2 separate regions of the Sus scrofa genome follow, and region 1 is linked to region 2. A link is a contact called in public Hi-C data. All regions are on one chromosome and are shown on one strand. Each heading gives the region's core, a stretch centred on a gene start, on an enhancer-like site or on the middle of the called end of the contact. The rest is flanking DNA. Distances are from core to core; before and after follow the strand shown. Region 1 holds the start of REEP6 (receptor expression-enhancing protein 6). Region 2 holds the start of AP3D1 (AP-3 complex subunit delta-1).

What was found. Hi-C and Micro-C count contacts between places; a contact is called where the count stands out from the background.
Region 1: a contact with region 2 is called in a Hi-C map of skeletal muscle, with 5 times the contacts expected there. The contact joins the promoter of REEP6 here to the promoter of AP3D1 in region 2. A contact is called at or near these places in 2 of 47 Hi-C or Micro-C datasets (liver and skeletal muscle).

Annotation. Positions count from the first base shown.
Region 1 is chr2:76,987,674-76,990,459 of Sscrofa11.1, forward strand. REEP6 (receptor expression-enhancing protein 6) reads right to left here and starts at 1,341. Exons shown (of 6, transcript XM_021084238.1): 1 at 974-1,341. The coding sequence starts at 1,088. It overlaps PCSK4 (proprotein convertase subtilisin/kexin type 4), which reads left to right. Exons shown (of 15, transcript XM_021084236.1): 2 at 2,517-2,621.
Region 2 is chr2:76,427,004-76,429,818 of Sscrofa11.1, forward strand. It overlaps AP3D1 (AP-3 complex subunit delta-1), which reads left to right and starts at 1,440. Exons shown (of 32, transcript XM_021084197.1): 1 at 1,440-1,793. The coding sequence starts at 1,698.

The sequences.
Region 1 (2,786 bases), core at 91-2,590, 560 kb after region 2:
GCTGCCCAGCATGGGAATCCCCAGTTGGTGGAGAAATGGGAGGAAAGCAGACTCTCGGGATCTATACACAGGTGCTCAAAACATGTGCACATCCTCGCTTAGGGTCCCTTCCCCCTAGTGTCCAAACAGTGTCCTGTGATTCATTCTGGGGGGCTTCCTGGAACGGGTGGCAACAAACAGATGGACTTGGAGTACAGAAAAAGAGGAGAGGGAAGTGTTTCAGAGGATGTCAGGAGCCCCACAAGGTCATTGAGGAGGAAAGGCAGAGGAGGGACTGGAAAGAGAGTGACAATTAGGGGTGGCTGGATCTCCCTCTCTGTTGGCCCCATCCAACCTTTCTCTAAACCCACCACATCGGTCAAGCAACCCAATTCCAGGCAGGGGAGGGAGAGGCCAGGCCAAGGTTGGGTGGAGAGAAGGGGAATCCTAGCAGGAAAACAAAGGAAGGGGAGGTGGGAGTGACTCTTCCCCTCCTTGTCTGGAGCATTCTCTGGGAAAAGAAGATCTCTACAATTGCTTCCAGGCTTGGATCCATCAGGGAAGGGGCTGGTGACACTGGCAGGGAACTGGCTATCTCCTGCCCCCTCCTCCCCCGGGACCAGCAGGACAACTGGAAGAACCGGACTTCTGCCTGGCGGGAACCCAGGGCCTGAAAAGAAGGGGCAGAGGACAGCCTCCAGACCTGATGGCTCGAGTGGGGGTGTTGCGGGGCCGAGATAAGGGGTGGCCCAAGTCCGAGGTCGCATTGCTTGGGGCAGAGAGGGGCTGAGGGCAGAACGAAGGTCCTCGTCCATGACCCCTCCCTAGGATCTCAGTCTCCTCGCTGGGCTGTGGGCGCGCCCCGCCGCCCTATCTAGACCCCGCAGCCGGCGCCGGCCGGAGGGGGCATGCCTGAGGCCCTCGTGGCCCAGGGCTTCAGAGTGCTCTTTGGCAAAAGGGGGTGTCGCCCCAAGCGCTCCCCCCGACGGCTCACCCGCGGCCAAGTACCGCTTGTCGACACCGGTCTTGGCTTCGAGCGCCCCTAGCGCTTCGGTGGCCAAGTTCCTCTGTTCCAGAAAGCGCTCGAAGCGCTGGCGCAGGCCGTCCATGGCACCGCCGGGCCCGGGGCTGGCAGCCTGAACTTGATCGTCGGCCCGCACACCGGCCGTGCAGCCCGCGCGCTGCCTTCCCTTGGCACAAGCCGCACGGCTCCGCCCCCGGGCCCGAATCCGCCCCCGGGCCCGAATCCGCCCCCGGGCTGGTCTCCGCCCCCGAGATGGTCTCCCTCTTCTGCCCCCCGCTCTGGCCAATGGGAGGGCAGGGCGGACAAAGGAGGTGGGGCCTGCCCCGTCTCCTCCGCCGCATTGCCCTTTGGCGGGCCGCGGCCGCGGCAGCCGCGACTTTGGGGGAAGAGGGCGGGGCGCGGCAGCTGAAGGCGCCGATTGGCCGAGACAGAGCGGGACGTAGCTGATTGGGGGGGCGGGGTCATGGCCAGGGATTATTGGCTGAGCCGTTGTGGGTGGAGCCGAGGGAGGCGGAGCTAGAGGGAGGGGCCAGATAAAGGCCAGAACTGGATTGGAGAAAAGATACTAATAGCGAAAACAGAGAAGGGGCGTGGCCGCACATAAAGAAGGAGGGACGGAATATGAAGGCGGGGTTGGGGCGGGGCTAAACTGAGGAGGCGGGACTTATTCGAAGGAGCAATCCTGGTTGGACTTGGAAGGAGACAAGGCTTATTCCTGGGGGAGGGGTGTATAGGAAAGTGGGCGGGACCAAATATTGGGTGGGATCAATTACAGCAACCATGAACCCCCTCCTCTGGGTCAGAAGAATTGAGGTCATTGCATAAATGGGGAGACTGAGGTTCCCAAAGGTTTGAGGTTGCAGGAGACCAGTTGCATGTGTCTCCCCTCACCTGCTGTCAGATCTTCGCGCCCCTGAGGTCGGGGAGCCGCAAGGCCCCCTGGGAGTTGAAGTCTTTCAGAGGTTGCTATGGCTCCAGGGGCGGGGCGGGCACTTGGGCCATCTCGGCGGTTTGGCCAGGAGGAGGGGCTTTGTGAGGCCCCGCCCCCGGGCCCGCCCCCGCTGGCATGCTGCCCGCCCGGACTGCCCTCTGGCTGCGCCTGACTTTGGTCCTGGGCCTGGCGCTCGTTGGCCCTGTGACTGTGGGGTGGGCCTTGGCCCGGGCCCCCATCTATGTGAGCAGCTGGGCCGTACGGGTGTCCCAGGGTTACCAGGAGGCCGAGCGCCTGGCGCGCAAATTCGGCTTTGTCAACCTGGGGCAGGTGGGTTCCGTATTGAAGAGAGGGGGCAGAGACTGGATGACTCCAAACCCTGGCAAATAGGAGGGCACTCCCTAGTTTCCCCAGATATCAAAGACTCGCCCCTGGCCACCTCTGCCTCGACCAATTTCAAATTCTGGGACTCCAGAGAGCACCTGGTTGGGGGAGGATGTAAAGCAGGCGGGCTGGCCCCTGTCTTGGAAGGGGCTCCATCAGGGGAGCCAGGTCCCAGCCATCTGCTCCTTACATTCCCAGATCTTCCCTGACGGGCAGTATTTCCATCTGCGGCACCGGGGCGTGGTCCAGCACTCCCTGACTCCGCACTGGGGCCACCGCCTGCGCCTGAAGAAAGACCCCAAGGTGAGCCTGGCCATGAGACTGCCTCCTCAGAGGTCTCAGCCACCTCCTGTTGTTCTTGTTATGAATGTTATCTCCTGTTATGAATGGCTGTGTGGCCTGAGGCAAATCACCAGCTCTCTATGGGTCTTGGTATATGTCAGCCCCTGGTCTATACAGTGGGGGCAA
Region 2 (2,815 bases), core at 190-2,689:
ACGCCGGATCGTTAACCCACTGAGCAAGGGCAGGGACTGAACCCGTAACCTCATGGTTCCTAGTCGGATTCGTTAACCACTGTGCCACGACGGGAACTCCCCATATTTTAACTGAATTGTCTTTTTCTTTTTGGTGTTTTTTTTGTTTTGTTTTTTGTTTTTGCTTTTTAGGGCTGCACCCATGGCATATGGAAGTTCCCAGGCTATGGGTTAAATCAGAGCTCTGTCTGCCCACCTATACCACAGCCACAACAATGTGGGATCTGAGCTGTGTCTGTGATCTTCACTGCATCTCATGGCAGTGCCAGGTCCTTAAGCCACTGACCAAGGCCAGGGATTGAACCTACATCCTCATGATTACTAATCAGATTCGTTTCCACTGTGCCACAATGAGAACACCTCTTTTCGTTTTGTAGGAATTTTTTGTTTGGTTCTGCTTTATTTTCTGTTCAGGTATATTGTGGATATAAATCCTTTGGCAGATACATGTGTTGCTAATATCTCATTACAGTTTGTGGCTCGCTTTTACTCTCTTAGTGGTGGATCCTGGTGGGCAGGAACCACTTGTATCTCATTCACTTGGGAGGGAGGCCTGGCATAAAGTAGGTGCTCAATAAGTTTTCCTTGAATGGGGGAGTTCTCCCTGTGGTGCAGTGGGTTAAAAATCCCCCATTGTCTGAGGCAGCGCGGGTTAGATCCCTGCCCGTAGCAGTAGGTTAAGAATTCAGTGTTTATCACAAGGCTGTAAATCAACTATATTTCAATAAAACTTTTTAAAATGAAGGAAAACAAAAAAACCGAGTTGTTGCAGCTGCAGCTCAGATTGGATTCCTGGCCAGGGAACTTCCATATGCCCTTGGTGCTGCGGGAAAAAGAAAAAAAACTTCTTGAGTGAATAACTGGATTGAAGTCCTAGCTCTGGTCCTCAGCTTCTCCAGGTGGGCATGTTAATCCCTGTCTGCCCATATGATAGGATTTTGTGAGACGTTCTGGAGACAGAGTCGAATTTGGAGGTTCTCAGACAGTGTCAGCTTTTACAATCAGAAAGGGCGGAGCTGGATCCTTCTCCAGGAACCTGCCTGGGAAACTCCACGTGGGCGCCCCGCCCATAGCAGGCTCCACCCACAGCTGGGCTCTCTTACGCCTGTCACTTAGCTGAGGGGCGGGGCAGAGAGGGCACGCCAAGGGGGCGTGGTTACAACCTTGAACGGGGAAGTAGGTGGAGCTAATGATGTCACTGACCAATGAGAGGGAAGAGTCTTGAGCCGTAGAGAGCAAGGCCGAAGGGCCCTGTGATCGTTGTCTGCGTTTCCATTGGGCGGCTTGGCGTTGTTAGGGAAACGCAGTAAGTTGAAGGGGAGGGGTTTCTAGGGAGGCGGGGCTCCCGGGGGCGGGCCGCCGGGACTCTGCTAGGGCCGTCAGCTGACCGGCCGCCATCTTGTCCGCCATTTGCAAGCGGCTCGGCGCGGAGCCGGAGGGAAAGGGAGCGCGGCCTGCCCAGCGGGTCGTCGCCGCCGCCGCCCCCGCCCCCGCCCCCGCCACCCCGCCGACCGCCGCCGACCTGGCCTGAGAACCCGCCCCACCGCGGCGGCCGGCAGCGCAGCGCTCCACGGGCGGCAGGCGAGGCCCCCTTGCCCCTTCAGGGCACCCGGCCGCGCGTCTCCCAAGTCTCGAGCCCGGCGGTGGCCGCCGCCGCGATGGCTCTCAAGATGGTCAAGGGCAGCATCGACCGTATGTTCGACAAGAATCTGCAGGACCTGGTGCGCGGCATCCGGAACCATAAGGAGGACGAGGTGAGCCCGGCGCGCTGAACCTGGCCGGGCTTCTTGCCCTGACCCCAACCCCGTTCGATCCCGAATCGGTCCTACCCGGCAGGACCCAGACAGAGGCCCCGCTCCTGGCTTGAGCCCCGCCTGCCTATCCGCCCTGGATTTACGCACGCTCCGTCCGCGAGCCTCAGTTTACCCGCTCGGCGGTGGGGGCCCGCCTCCTCCTCCCCGAGGGTAGCCCCGGAAGAGGCTTGGCAGTGTCGTCACACACACCCAGTGCCACTGGCCCAGCGGCGGCTCTCCCGTCTTGAGCATGTTTCTGGATTTCTTGTTCAAAGTGCAGGACCCCCACCCCACCCCAGGTCTTGGGCTCCTGTTTAGGGGACCTTGTCCGTAGGTCGCCCCCAGAGGGAACCCCTTATGGGATTAACGCAAGTCCAGATCGCTCCCTGGTGCCCGGCTTGGAACTGGGCCTAGCCTCCTGGGCCGGTATTCCCACCCCGCCCCTGGAAGATGGCCAGGCCGCCACTCTTGGGGGCAACGATGGGGGGACAGCGGAAGCCCTAGGCCAAAATAAGGAAACCCCTCAGGGGTCCTGCAAGGGAGAAGCCGACTTCAAGTAGAAACTCCACAGCCAGGAAGGAAAACGCTTTCCAGAAATCATAGTACAATCGTGGGCACCATTTTCATCTCTCCCCCATCCCCCCAACCTGTGACCTAGATTTAGGAGGAATTGGGCGAGTTAGTGACCACCGGGCTGCTGGCTTCCAAGGAAGAAGGCCCAAGCCTACAGTTACGCAGTGGGACAGGGAAGAAAGTCCCCCTTTCCCTGCTGGAGGGAGAGGCTGCCCTAAGGAGAGCAGCTGTATGATCTTGTGCCGATCCTAGTGCCAGAGGCCGCCTAGCCCTCCTCACAATGGCGCCGGGCAAGCCCAGCATTACAGAGAGGAAGGTGCAGAGAAGTTAAGGAATTTGCCAGGAGGCACCAAGGGCCCTAGGCTCCAGCTCTGTTCTTCTGCTAGGAGCCTGAGTTCCTGCCTCTTTGT